4 separate regions of the Mus musculus genome follow, and all the other regions are linked to region 1. The links are chromatin contacts, called in public promoter capture Hi-C maps. All regions are on one chromosome and are shown on one strand. Each heading gives the region's core, a stretch centred on a gene start, on an enhancer-like site or on the middle of the called end of the contact. The rest is flanking DNA. Distances are from core to core; before and after follow the strand shown. Region 1 holds the start of Shmt2 (serine hydroxymethyltransferase 2 (mitochondrial)). Region 2 holds the start of Bloc1s1 (biogenesis of lysosomal organelles complex-1, subunit 1). Region 3 holds the start of Erbb3 (erb-b2 receptor tyrosine kinase 3). Region 4 holds the start of Esyt1 (extended synaptotagmin-like protein 1).

Region 1 (3,050 bases), core at 249-2,748:
ACTGGGGAGGCAGAGGCAGGCAGAGCTCTGTGAGTTTGAGCCAGCCTGGTCTACACAGAGAGTTCCAAGACAGCTAGTGATATACAGTGGAACCCTGTCTCCAAAAACCAAAAAACAACTCCACCCCACCTCCCCCCAAAAAAACTGAACCCAAAAACCACCACCAAAACCTGACTCACAGGGCTATGTCTCTGTCTCTGTCTCCCTCCTTCCCTCCATCCATCCCTCCCCCCTCCCTTCCCCCCTTCCCCCCCTCCCTCCCTCCCTCCCTCCCTCCCTCCCTCCCTCCCTCCCTCTTATCTGGGTATAAGAGAACAAAGTGAAGTGTTTCGTGTTGTCTGGGTCACTATTAGTGAGCCCCTTGTGTCTCCAGGGCTAAGGCATGGCTAAATGTCTACTGAATGAGTAAAGGTATAAAATGGCTATCAGAGGCCAATGGTTCTCAAAACCACTGCTTCCTGGAATCCCCAAGAGGTTTGGTTGTGTGTCTCTGAGCAGAGGCCTTAAGAAGATGTCCTCAAGCGGTGGTGGCGCACGCCTTTAATCCCAGCACTCAGGAGGCAGAGGCCAGCAGATTTCTGAGTCCGAGGCCAGCCTAGTCTACAGAGTGAGTTCCAGGATAGCCAGGGCTACACAGAGAAACCCTGTCTCAAAAAACAAAAACAAAAAACAAAAACAAAAACAAAAAAACAAAACACAAAACAAAACAACCCCCCCCCCAAAAAAAACAAAAACAAAAAAAGAAGTGGGCGACTGCTGGGGAGTAAGGGAGATGTAAATAAGAAACGAATGCAAACCGTGTGAGAAGAGGAGGGATGGCTACTCTGCTCTCACCTGACAGCTGGATAGACACAGAGGAGGCAGGCTGTGAGTCAGGGGAAGAGGACAACCCACCGGAGCCAGCGTCCGAATGCGAAGTTTCATTTAATCCCTTCTACAAGCTCTTTGTGTTGGAGTGGGCAAAGTGTGACAGGCTCATCTGAGGTCCACTGTCCTCTAACTTCACATGTAGCTGAGGCTACTAGCCTTGACCTTTCAATCTCTCTGTCTCCACTTCCCTAGTACTGGAATGACAATGTCATGGTTTAACATTGGAAGAAACGGAGGACTTTGTGTTGTAATCCTAAAGCAAGGATTTGAGTCTTTTACCCTTTCAAACTATATCTGCTTTCACTGTGTGTATTTATCTTCTAAATATGTTTTAAATCTCCCTGAGAACCATATGCTAGATATGCTTGGTAGGCATAAACCACACGAAAATAAACAAACAAACAAACAAACCAAAAAGCGCTTGCCTGGAAAACCGGAAGGAAAAACAAAACAGAAACTCTGAAGAGCTTCAAGAAAGGACATGGAGGAGCTTTAAGTCTAAGAACTTTTCAGGCAAAGCTCTCCATACCGGGACTTGTATAGATGGGAAAGAGCAAAGTAAAAAACTACAATTCCCAGAAGGCAATTTTTTAAAAAAACCCAGTACTGCGCATGCGCAGGGAACGCCTCTTTCACTCGAACTTCACGGGGGCAATTTTCTCGCGCACGCGTTCTAAGAGCAGCTGGTTTTCGACCCCGGTACTACACCGATACAGAGTTAGTGGCTAGTCCTCCTGTGCCTCCTGTAGCGATGGTATCCTTCTCTTTGCTTCGGACCACTCGGGTAAGAACAGGGTTCTGTTTACTGGATGATCAGTGGAAAGGCCCACCCAAAGTGGGGTTCTCCTGGCTCCTTGCTGCACGTGTTCTGGGGCCTCGGGGAACAGATGCTTAACCAGGAAATCCCTGAGACAGCACATGTGCGGTGGCTGGGCCCCTAGTTCTGGCGATCAGACGACCTAGGTAGGGTCTTGTAGTCACCCAGTTGACACGACTCTTAAGGTAAAGGTCCGCAGACGCTGTGTTAACAATATCCTAGCAAACAAGTGGGGTTCCCGGCTTCGATGCGCTAGTTGAATTTTTCCCGCCAGCTCTGAGCTATGGAGATGATGCAACCGAGCCTCAGTACTTTCATCACGCAAGGGTCCTGCTGCTGTGTGGGCAGGAAGGAGGTAGCGAGGTGCTGTGTGTGTGTGTCTGTGAGTGTGAGATAAAATTAAGATTTTGGGCAAACACCTTCAGCCTACCCCAACTCCCGCCAGTACACAACTCTTTCCAAGAACTGCTTAAAAGTCTATCCTCCTACTTTTTAAAGGTTGCTCTGGAAACCACCCTTTAAAAGCCTCTGGTGTTAAGCCCTGTTAGCTTGGTATCTTCTCTCATGGAGGTATTCATGTCCGGAGGCCCTGCAGGAAGTCCACCTCTTATGTTTATGAATATTTTAACTGCACTGTGTGTGCACTGCGTGCATGCCTGGGTACCCACAGAGGTCAGAGGAGGGCATCAGATCTCTTGGAACTGGAGTTACAGATGGTTGTTAGCTGTTTTGTGGGTGCTGGAAGATGAACCGCTGTCCCCCACAAGAGCAGCCAGGACCTTAGGATGGTCATTTTGTTCCTGTGTGTGGGGAGACTCTGGAATCGCAGTGTCTCTCACCTGAATTGGAGGGACATGGGCTTCTGGGGCACAAGCTTTGCTCTGTGACTTTGCAGAGTCACTCAGGGTGATTAGGGATGCGTTGTGTTAGAGTTGACCAAAACTGCCCTTTGGATAATGATCTGAACCTTTGACTCTAGAACTTGCTATTCAAGATGAAAGTGGGGGTAGAGAGCACTGACTGCTGGCCGGACCAGGCTGCGTACTTAGCCAGAGGGCTCGATCTGTACCCATGACTGAGGGCAGCTGGGAGAAGAGATCTGGACAATTTTTAATTAACCCTGGCCTTTCTGCCCTGAGCCTCTGCAGAGATGTGGTCAGCTGGTCTGCATGGCTGCCCGGGCCCAGCACAGCAAGGTGGCCCAGACGCAGGCTGGGGAAGCAGCTGGAGGTTGGACGGGCCAGGAGAGTTTATCAGACAGTGACCCTGAGATGTGGGAGCTTCTGCAGAGGGAGAAGGACAGACAGTGTCGCGGCCTGGAGCTCATCGCCTCAGAGGTAGGACGTGAGGATATGGGTCAAAG
Region 2 (3,050 bases), core at 150-2,649, 1.4 Mb before region 1:
AAGCACTCTGGAATCACCTGATACAGAGATGATAGATAGCTAGATAGCTAGCTAGCTACATACATACATACATACATACATACATACATACATAGATCAATCCTTCAGAAAGTCTATTTAATAAATAAATTTGGGATCAAGTTTCTTTTTAATTGGGAGTAGGAGACAGGGTCTTGCTATGTAGCCCAAGCTAATCTAGAACTCCCCATTCTTCCACCTCAGCCCCCTGACAGGTTTGCATCAGTATACCATACATGACAGTATTATTTACAAACTCTTCAATGCGGTTCTACTCTTTAGCCAGAGCTAAACATTAGTCTAATCACCTTAGTTTATTAACAATCAAACTAAAGCTCAGAATGGGTAAGAAAATTGACCAAAGTTTGGCCAGCATGTCTCCACATTCGTTTTTTTGTGGTCTGTGTGTTTCTGCTTTGAGACAAGGTCTCTCTACATATTGCTAGCTGCCCCAAAGTTTGTTCTGTAGACCAGGATGGCCTCAAATACACAGACATCCTCCTGCTTCTGCCTCAGGCCTGCTAGAATCAAAGTTGTGGGACACATGGTATGTCTGCACACTTGTAATGCACCCCTTAGCTCCGGTTACTTGTAGCGCTGGTGGATTCCTGGCCACCATGAAAAGCACAAGGAGCCTAGGGGACAGAGAGAGAGAGAGAGAGAGAGAGAGAGAGAGAGAAACAACAGCAATAAATTGATGGTGTTTATAATTTTTCTAGTTGGAATTAGTCCTGGAAGCATTCCTCCTTAGTCGGAGAAGCACTGTATAATTTACCTTTCACTTTGGCAGTAGCACTTACGCTTCTGCCACGACTAAAATGGGTTCGCATTCCCTGACCACAAAAGGACAGAGATAGATCTGCGCATTCACCACTCACTGCCCGCAACATTAGCAAAGCTCCCTAGAAGGCTGCTTGAGGTGCCTAAAATGCTGCTCTACAGTGATCACCCAGAGCTGAGAGAACCTCGGTGGAGAGGTGAGAAGACAAGAGGGCTGGGAAATAAGAGAAAGCATTCTCTTCTAGGGAGAGGAAGCTGGGAATCCACTGAGAATCGGCCGGCATTGCCAGGAGGTAAGGTGAGGGAAGGAGAAGAATTTCAATGAGTTCAGAGAGCTTCTGCTACCCTAGTAACAGAAGTGTAGTGGACAGCATCAGGACACCAATCCTCTCAAAACCCGACAGCCAGAGCATGTGAAAACTGACTCTTCAGCATGACTAAATGCGAAAAGTGTTCCTGACTCCAGAAACTGAGCCTCATTAGCGAACAGCTCACCCACCAAGCAACCAACCCTCCACTTCGCTCCTTTAGCTCCTCAATACCAACCACCAGATGCCAAAAGCAGAGGGAGGCTCTTGCGTCACGTGATACTGCGATCACGTGACGCCTTCCGGGTGAGCCAAGGCATAGTCCAGTTCCTGCAGCCTTAGGGAGGGGTCCGCCGTGCCCACACCCAGCCAGACTCGACCATGCTGTCCCGCCTGCTCAAAGAACACCAAGCCAAGCAGAACGAACGCAAGGAGCTGCAGGGTGAGCTCAGCGTCCGGTCGGTCGGCAGCTCCCGGCCGCGGCCTAGCTTCTTCCAGAGGCCTGGACCTCGGGTAACCTCCCAGATCAAGGAGAGGGCGCCGGCTAGCGGGCGACCCGAGTGCCGGGCAGGGAATTGGGGGCGGCACTTCTGGAAACTCCGTCCCCTTGCCAACCAGCCCTGGTCCCCTTGGCACCACTCGGGTCCCTGCGCCACCTCCCTCAATCCCGCCCAGGCGGCGCCTGAGTCCCGCCCCTGGAGCGCGAAACGCGTTGCCAATTGGCCCAGCCAGCTTCTCACCCCGGAAGTGGGAGGAATTGGGGACTGCCCAGTCTGCCACACAGCTAAGGCACAACTTTCCCCAGGCCTAGACTGGGAATCCTGGAGTTGCCAATCCATTGCCCAAAGTAGTGGAAAAAGGATGTCTAGGAAGAGTCCTGGGCGTACCTGATGGAGTGTCCATTCCCTTCTCAGGGCCCCAGTTTCTTTGCCTCCAAAATAAAGGGGTTTGTTTTGTTTATGTATGGAAGGTTCTTTTTAAGAGGTCTGGCATTAGTTGGCAGTTTCTAGAACAGTAATAAGTGCGTGAGGACCCATTAGCACCATCTTTCAAATACGAAGTCTGCTCCAACCCCTTTCCCCTTCCCCAGAGAAGAGGAGGAGAGAAGCTATCGCTGCAGCGACCTGCCTGACCGAAGCGTTGGTGGATCACCTCAACGTGGGGTATGAACCTCTTCCCTCAACTCCGGTTTCCTCCATCCACCCTGGTTACACAGCATCTGGGCCAGCTTTCAGAAGGACCCGGTGCTCCAGTAACTCCTCTGATCTGTCCCCTCCCCCTAATGTAACTTTGTGGAGACTTGAGTCAGCTTTCACTCTCTAACGCTGATGGGGGCGACAGCTGCAGTGGTTGGGAAAACAGAATTCCCCTCCCCACACTAACTTCCCTGGCACAACTTGATGCCATCTGGCCAACTCGACTAACCCTTATATGTCCAGCTGTCACTTGGGTGGGAGGGAAGGACAACCTCTTCCACCACGTACCCTCTTTCCTTCCTCACCTCCTACTCTCTGGAAAGCCTGCGAAACAAATGGCAGGAACAGGATGGCACAGCTGGTAGAAGTAAGGAAGAGCCTAAGCCAAGAGCTGTGACAAAACCAGGCTGTCTCTTCCTTTCCTTCTGGGTCTCCAGGGACCCTTCCCCCAACCTTAACCCTCAATGAGAAGACCAGTGGTATCCAAAGACTTGGAAAGATTCCCTGGCCCTGCATGACTCATAAGAGTGCAGAGATGGTGATCTGATTGTCTATGGGAAGAAAGGAGGCACATACTATGCCTTCCGCCCAGGGCGAGTGACAGGCTTGGTTGCAAATCCAGAGACTGATTCATCCAAGGGAGTCATGCAGGGTTAGGGTCATCAACCATTACTCATCTTGAGGGGAGATTAGGGGGAAGAATGGCTGTGGTTGGGGGCTCTGGTCTCCTTTGTCTCCAGACAGCTCT
Region 3 (3,050 bases), core at 217-2,716, 1.1 Mb before region 1:
TCTTCCAAAGAACCAGGGTTAGACCCACATGGCAGCCCACAATAATTTGTAACTCCAGTTACGAGGAATTCAACGACTTCTTCTGGCCTCTACAGATACCTAAATGGGTTTGCAGAGAAAGCCTGTTGACTTGAGTTCCATCTCACAACCCCGGTAAAAGTGGAAAGCGATAATCGACTCCCCCAAAGTTGTCTTCCAGCTTCCATACGCATATCATAGCGCGAACGATCATACACACAGGAATGATAACAAATTTTTTTAAAAATTGTAGCAGGAGAGCCGGATATGGTGGCGCACATCTGTACTTGGGAGGTGGAAGCCAACAGTCTCAGCCATATAATATATTCGAGGCCAGCCTGAGCTATATGAACTATATGAGACCTTGTCTCAAAACCAAAAAATAAACAAAAGAGAAGAAAGGAGTGTAGCTGATAGCCTTAGCCTAGGGGGAGGGGACCATAAATTCTCAGGGCAAAATCTTGGAATGCCAATGTAAGGGATGCGAAATGTAAGGAGTTGGGCACCAGGGGGCGCCAGTCGGACCCGTCCGGGACGAAGCAACCCAGGGTCCCGGGGGTCATGTGCGGTGACTTCCCCGCGCCCCTCTTCGCTGTCGCCTCCGGGGTGAGCGTTGCTGTGCCCTTTGGGGTCCGCGGAGGAGAGGCGGGAACCGCGGCCGTCCGGACGGCGCGGTCGGTCCCTCAGAGACAGCTGTTCTCTCGGGAGGCCGTGGGGGGCAGCAGAGGGGACGGCGACAGGTGCGGGAGCCCCTCCCCGGGCAGAAGTGGGAAGGCGGACTCCGGGGTCTGTTCCCAGGCTGGAAACCGCCCCCGCCCCCCAGGCAAATCCCCCCGAGAGGCCGAGCCGGCGCCGGGTCTGCAGGAGGAAGCGGCCGGAGACAGTGCGATTTCACGCAGCCTCCGGGGCTCGGGTTCCCGAGCTGGGTACATGAGTTACGGGGCTTTGCGTCCCGGGGAAACTGAGGTGGCATGAACGCTAGGCTGAAAAACAACCTCCCACTCGAAAAAATAGAAATACTCACACTCCGAAAGAAAAAAAAAATCCCTCAAGTGATCCAACCGGCTAGGGGAGTTGAGTGATTTGGTTAATGGGCGAGGCCAGCTTTCTGGGGGCTGGGCTTCGGAGCGCTCTCCCTACGCGCATTCACTACCTTTCCCCCGCCTGGGGACGTTTGGAATCTTGATCTCCTCTTAACCATCTCCGGGGGAAATTGCTGGAGTGAGACCCCTCCTTGACCCTCTTGGCCAAGCTGTGGGCTGGCGGGGCACGCTTGGGCGGGTGTCTCGGGCTACAACCATCAGGACTCCAGCCTCGCACGGGAGGGGGCGCGGCCGTGACTCACCCCTTTCCCCCTTCACTCCCTCCCTCCCTCCCTTCCTCCCTCCCTCCCAGACAGACACCCTCCCCTGCCGTCCCGCTCCGGACTCCGACTACGGCTCCGGTTGCAGTTTGCAACCTCCGCTGCCGCCGCGGCCACCTAATCGCTGGCTGTTCAGGTGGCTGTCGCCTGGATGTCCTCCTAATCTTGGGGGCCCCGGGCCAGACTCGGCTGGGCTCCCTTCACCCTCCACTGTAATCATGAGTGCGATTGGGACTCTGCAGGTGCTGGGTTTCCTTCTCAGCCTGGCCCGGGGTTCCGAGATGGGCAACTCTCAGGCAGGTAAGCCGCGCGGGAGCCCCAGCAGGCTGGAAGCTGGGGGCGCAATCTGAGCGCTCGCAGACCCTGGGCAAGGAGTTTGGGTTCTGACGCTTTGAACTGGGGGGTGCGGTACAGGGTCTGCTCGGACCACCAAGGAGGGGACCGTGTGCCTCAGTTCTTGGAGTGGGCTGGTCAGGGACTGCATTCCTGTATGCCTACCCTTATTCCCAGGGCGTCGCCGACCCTCTAATTGGTTTTATTCTGATCTGGTTGGTGCCGAACAGTAGTTCACACTTGAGAGTCTTGGGAGGAGGGTGGGCAGGGACCCTTCTGTAAACGTAAGGAGCCTTGGCTTGAAAGGGTCTCCGTTTGCTCTCAGGTTCCCTGGCCCCCACCCCATTCCAGGTTTCAACAACCCCCAGTTTCGTTGTTTTGCCGACAGGGCGGGGCTATGCAAGGGTTTGAAGTTGTTGTTTTCTAATGTTGGAAAAACAAGAATGGCACCTCCTCTTCCGTGAGTGGGGCTGTCCTGAGAAGGCTGAGATTAACCTGAGGGCCAAGTCCAGGTGACATCAGTGAGAGGTCTCACAGAGGCTGACTGCCTGCTTTCCCATAAGATAAACCGGTCCCCAACTTAACCAACTTCTCTTTATCAAGACCCAGGTTAATTCAGTGAACATGTTGGGCATCTATTACATACTATACTATTTCCAGGTTATATACCCTAAGCTGGAGCTCTGGAAGAAAGGACAATCAGACCTCTTTCTCTCTCCAATCTAAGGCCACCTCTCCCACCTTCTGAACATTCTACTCTGTGAACTGGCTCCTAGACCCAACTTCTGCCCTTCCCCCATTCAATGCCATCTGAGCCTGTTCCGTGTCTCTGGGACTATGGACACTTGAAGAGCACTAGAATTGGTATCATTAGAGTCCTGTTGATCTTTCCCCTTTCCCAGATCCCCAGATCTCAGTTTGGGGTTGGCACATTCATTGCCCCTTCCCCAGAGTGGGAGTGGGAGAAACCACCTGTGCTTCCCCCACAGTTGCTGGGCCTAAATTTAGCCCCTGGGATCTTGAGATGTGAACACTCCCAGCTGGTGGAGGGGGTGGTCTGGAGACTGAAGTGGGAGGGGCCAGGGGAGTGACTGGATCACTGTCCCATCTGACTGTGCCCCCACCAACCAGGAACCCAAGAGTCCAAGATTCCCACCACCCTCCTCAAGAGGCAGGGAGCAGGCATGTTTAGTTCTCTATCCTTTATCTCCATCCTGAGCCTCTGGGCATCCGGCCCTGTCTCAAGCCTTGTATAGCCCCTTTGTCCCCTTGTGTGTGTGGCTGGGGCTTCTGAGGGCTGGAGGTTCTTGGTCTGCGCAGTCAATGCTCTCCACAG
Region 4 (3,050 bases), core at 200-2,699, 1.0 Mb before region 1:
TGTTCCCAAGGGTGCTGGCTAGTTTTATATCAACTTGACATAGTCTAGGGTCGTCTGAGAGGAAGGAACGTTGATTGAGACGAAGCCTCCATAAGATCTGTAGGCAAACCTCTATGTAGAACATTTCCTTAATTGATAGGGAAGGGCCCAGCCCATGGTTGGCGGGGGCCATCCCTGGGCTGCTGGTCCTAGGTTCTATAAGAAAGCCGGGGGCTGGTGAGATGGCTCAGTGGGTAAGAGCACCCGACTGCTCTTCCGAAGGTCCGGAGTTCAAATCCCAGCAACCACATGGTGGCTCACAACCATCCGTAACAAGATCTGACTCCCTCTTCTGGGGTGTCTGAAGACAGCTACAGTGTACTTACATATAATAAATAAATCTTAAAGAAAGAAAGAAAGAAAGAAAGAAAGAAAGAAAGCCGGTTTAGCAAGCCAGTGAGCAGCACCCCGTCCCCCGCCCCCCATGGCCTCTGCATCAGCTCTTGCCTCCAGGTTCCAGCCCGGTTTCAGTTCCTGCCTGGACTCCCTTCAATGATGGACTATGATATGGAAGTGTAAGTCAAACAGACCTTTTCCTCCCCGACCTGATTTTGGTCAGCATCAGGAAACTATTGCAAAATGTAATAATTACTGCTGCCGTTGAACACCGCCCCTCCCTGACTATAATCTTAATCGGCCCTCTATGATAGAGATGACTAACTCTGGATTCTAAAAAGAAACAAAATCTCACTTATCTACCGATCTCCTCCCCTCACCCCACTTCTTCAAGACTGGAGTATTAGAACTCTAATGTTCATCACGCCCCAGCTGTCGCTGACTTGTTCCTTTTCACGGACAAGATAGGGGGACTGAGGACAGCACAGACAGGGCCGCTAGACAGGGTCGGTCATCCTAGACTTTCGTTCTAAATCGGTCTAATTTCCCTAACGTTTCGCAAGGGCAGCCAGTAAAAACTCAAAGAATATTCTTAGAGGCAAAAACGAACGTTCTCTGAGTATCAAACGCTGGGAAAGTTGACAAAGAATATTTAAGATTCAGACCAAACCCTGCCAAACCATTTGAACGTGTGGAGAGATACACCCTCAACTCTAGCTCACTCTGAACTCAGTAATTAGAGTAGCGGCTCTGCATGACGTAACTCCACAGGCGCTCCAATCCCACGTGGGAGGAGCAGCTGCTCCCGCCTCTTAAGTGGGACGCTACGCCCCGTTCTCTCCGTGACCAGTCAAATACTGTCTTTTGGTTTCTTTCCCCCCCTTTTCCCGCCATCCAACCCTCCCATCTTGACCCTCTGGTCCAATCACGGAGGCCCTGCCATCCCAAGTCCTCTCTAGCTTCCCAAGTCTACGCGGCGCTGCCCCAACAGGCAGGGGCGGGGCGGGGCTTGAGGTCCCGGGGGGAGCACCATATATTACTGGGGGGGAGCTGGACCAGACACTGAGCTGCCTGCAGCTGCTCGGGCGGGCACTCCCAGAAGCTGCCCCATGGAGCACTCCCCTGAAGAGGGCGCCAGCCCCGAGCCGTCAGGGCAGCCCCCTGCCACGGACTCCACGCGGGACGGGGGCTCCGGGGTCCCACCTGCCGGCCCAGGTGCGGCGAGCGAGGCCCTGGCGGTGCTGACTTCCTTCGGGCGCCGCTTGTTGGTGCTGGTGCCGGTGTACCTGGCAGGGGCAGCGGGTCTTAGCGTAGGTTTCGTGCTTTTCGGCCTCGCCCTGTACTTGGGCTGGCGCCGGGTCCGCGATGGGAAAGAACGGAGCCTGAGGGCAGCGAGGCAGCTGCTGGATGACGAGGAGCGGATCACCGCAGAGACGCTTTATATGAGCCACCGGGAACTACCTGCCTGGGTGAGTTACCACTTCAGCCCTTGGTGCAGTATAGCTCTTCCTAGCCCCTCAACTTGGGGCTCTCCCACCCTACAAAGTCAGCTCCCCCACCTAGGACAGCGGGCCCCCAGACTTTGCATCGTCCCGTTAGCGCTTGTGTGCTGGGACGCACCACTCCTGGACGCGGCCACCCACTCTCCCCGCCCACCCTTGCCGCAGAGCGGATCCTTCCACGGAATCGGGACTTCTTCCTCCGTCTCCTCGGACTACAGCAGTACATCTGAGCTGCCGCTCCCAGCCAAGCGTGTAGAATGCTCGCTCCTCCTGACTTCTGGTGCCACTCGCGCCTTTGCCGCGCTGCCTCTGGGGATCCCTCCACCCCCCACCCCGCGATGGCTCAGAGGTTCCCCCGCCTTTGCTAGCGCTTTCAAGGCTTTTTATCTACTTCAGGGCATTAGGGTTTTCCGTTTCCTGCCTTGTCTCTAGGTACCCGCTGAGACCCAGCCCTGCAAGCATTGTTCCGCTGAGTCCCAGCACCTGGAAATGACCTATCGCGGTCGCCTTCCAGCCTCAAGCCAGCCGGGCTGCTGGGCTAAGGGAGGAGGAGGTTCTGGGAAGAGGGTAGTGCGGCAGCTGTAGTTCCCGCTGCTCCTTTTTACTCGTACCCAGGGCGGCCCCACCCTTTTCCGGACTGTGAGCAGCCTTCGCTCGCTCGTTTGCTCAGCCGACCCAGGCCCTCATTACTATACCCTGTCTCCTGGGCTGAAAAGATGCCTCCCTCTGACCTTGCTAAGCTGAGCGGGTTACCAACCCCTTTGGGGTACCCTCCCTACTCTTCTCACTTAGAGGTGACAGGTAGAGAGAGGCAGACACCAGTCACACTTGCCATTCCCTGGAGAGAAAAGAAGAAGAAACGGTTTCATGTGCCCTAAGTAGCAACTGTTATTGCTACTCTTTATCCTTGGAATTAACCCAACACCTCCCTACCTCCGTGTACAGCACAGGTGTCCTTTCCCACTCAGGAAGAAAGAGAAAGGAGCTAGGGAGGAAAGGAATGAGGGAGAGAGTGCGGAGGCTTGCGCAGGCACTAGCGCACCAGCGCACCAGGCCTAAGACTTCCTGCCAGTCTCTAGGTTATCAGGGTTTGGTTTCTTCTTCACCTTCTTATACTGGAGCCCACGCCCGGTCCCAGGGGAGCAGGGAAGGCTGGACAAAGGAACTAGGACT

Evidence for each region. Promoter capture Hi-C pulls out the DNA fragments that hold promoters and counts their contacts.
Region 2: a promoter capture Hi-C map of pre-B cells shows a contact between it and region 1. The contact joins the promoter of Bloc1s1 here to the promoter of Shmt2 in region 1. A contact is called at or near these places in 1 of 39 promoter capture datasets (pre-B cells) and 1 of 9 other capture datasets (adipose tissue).
Region 3: a promoter capture Hi-C map of embryonic stem cells shows a contact between it and region 1. The contact joins the promoter of Erbb3 here to the promoter of Shmt2 in region 1. A contact is called at or near these places in 3 of 39 promoter capture datasets (embryonic stem cells, liver and pre-B cells) and 1 of 484 Hi-C or Micro-C datasets (embryonic stem cells).
Region 4: a contact with region 1 is called in a promoter capture Hi-C map of pre-B cells. The contact joins the promoter of Esyt1 here to the promoter of Shmt2 in region 1. A contact is called at or near these places in 5 of 39 promoter capture datasets (cranial neural crest, embryonic stem cells, liver and 2 more).

Annotation. Positions count from the first base shown.
Region 1 is chr10:127,520,892-127,523,941 of GRCm38.p6, reverse strand. It overlaps Shmt2 (serine hydroxymethyltransferase 2 (mitochondrial)), which reads left to right and starts at 1,498. Exons shown (of 12, transcript NM_028230.4): 1 at 1,498-1,654; 2 at 2,827-3,024. The coding sequence starts at 1,622.
Region 2 is chr10:128,921,873-128,924,922 of GRCm38.p6, reverse strand. It overlaps Bloc1s1 (biogenesis of lysosomal organelles complex-1, subunit 1), which reads left to right and starts at 1,399. Exons shown (of 4, transcript NM_015740.3): 1 at 1,399-1,548; 2 at 2,197-2,269. The coding sequence starts at 1,488.
Region 3 is chr10:128,588,051-128,591,100 of GRCm38.p6, reverse strand. It overlaps Erbb3 (erb-b2 receptor tyrosine kinase 3), which reads left to right and starts at 1,466. Exons shown (of 28, transcript NM_010153.2): 1 at 1,466-1,681. The coding sequence starts at 1,600.
Region 4 is chr10:128,524,258-128,527,307 of GRCm38.p6, reverse strand. Esyt1 (extended synaptotagmin-like protein 1) reads left to right here and starts at 1,449. Exons shown (of 31, transcript NM_011843.2): 1 at 1,449-1,844. The coding sequence starts at 1,485.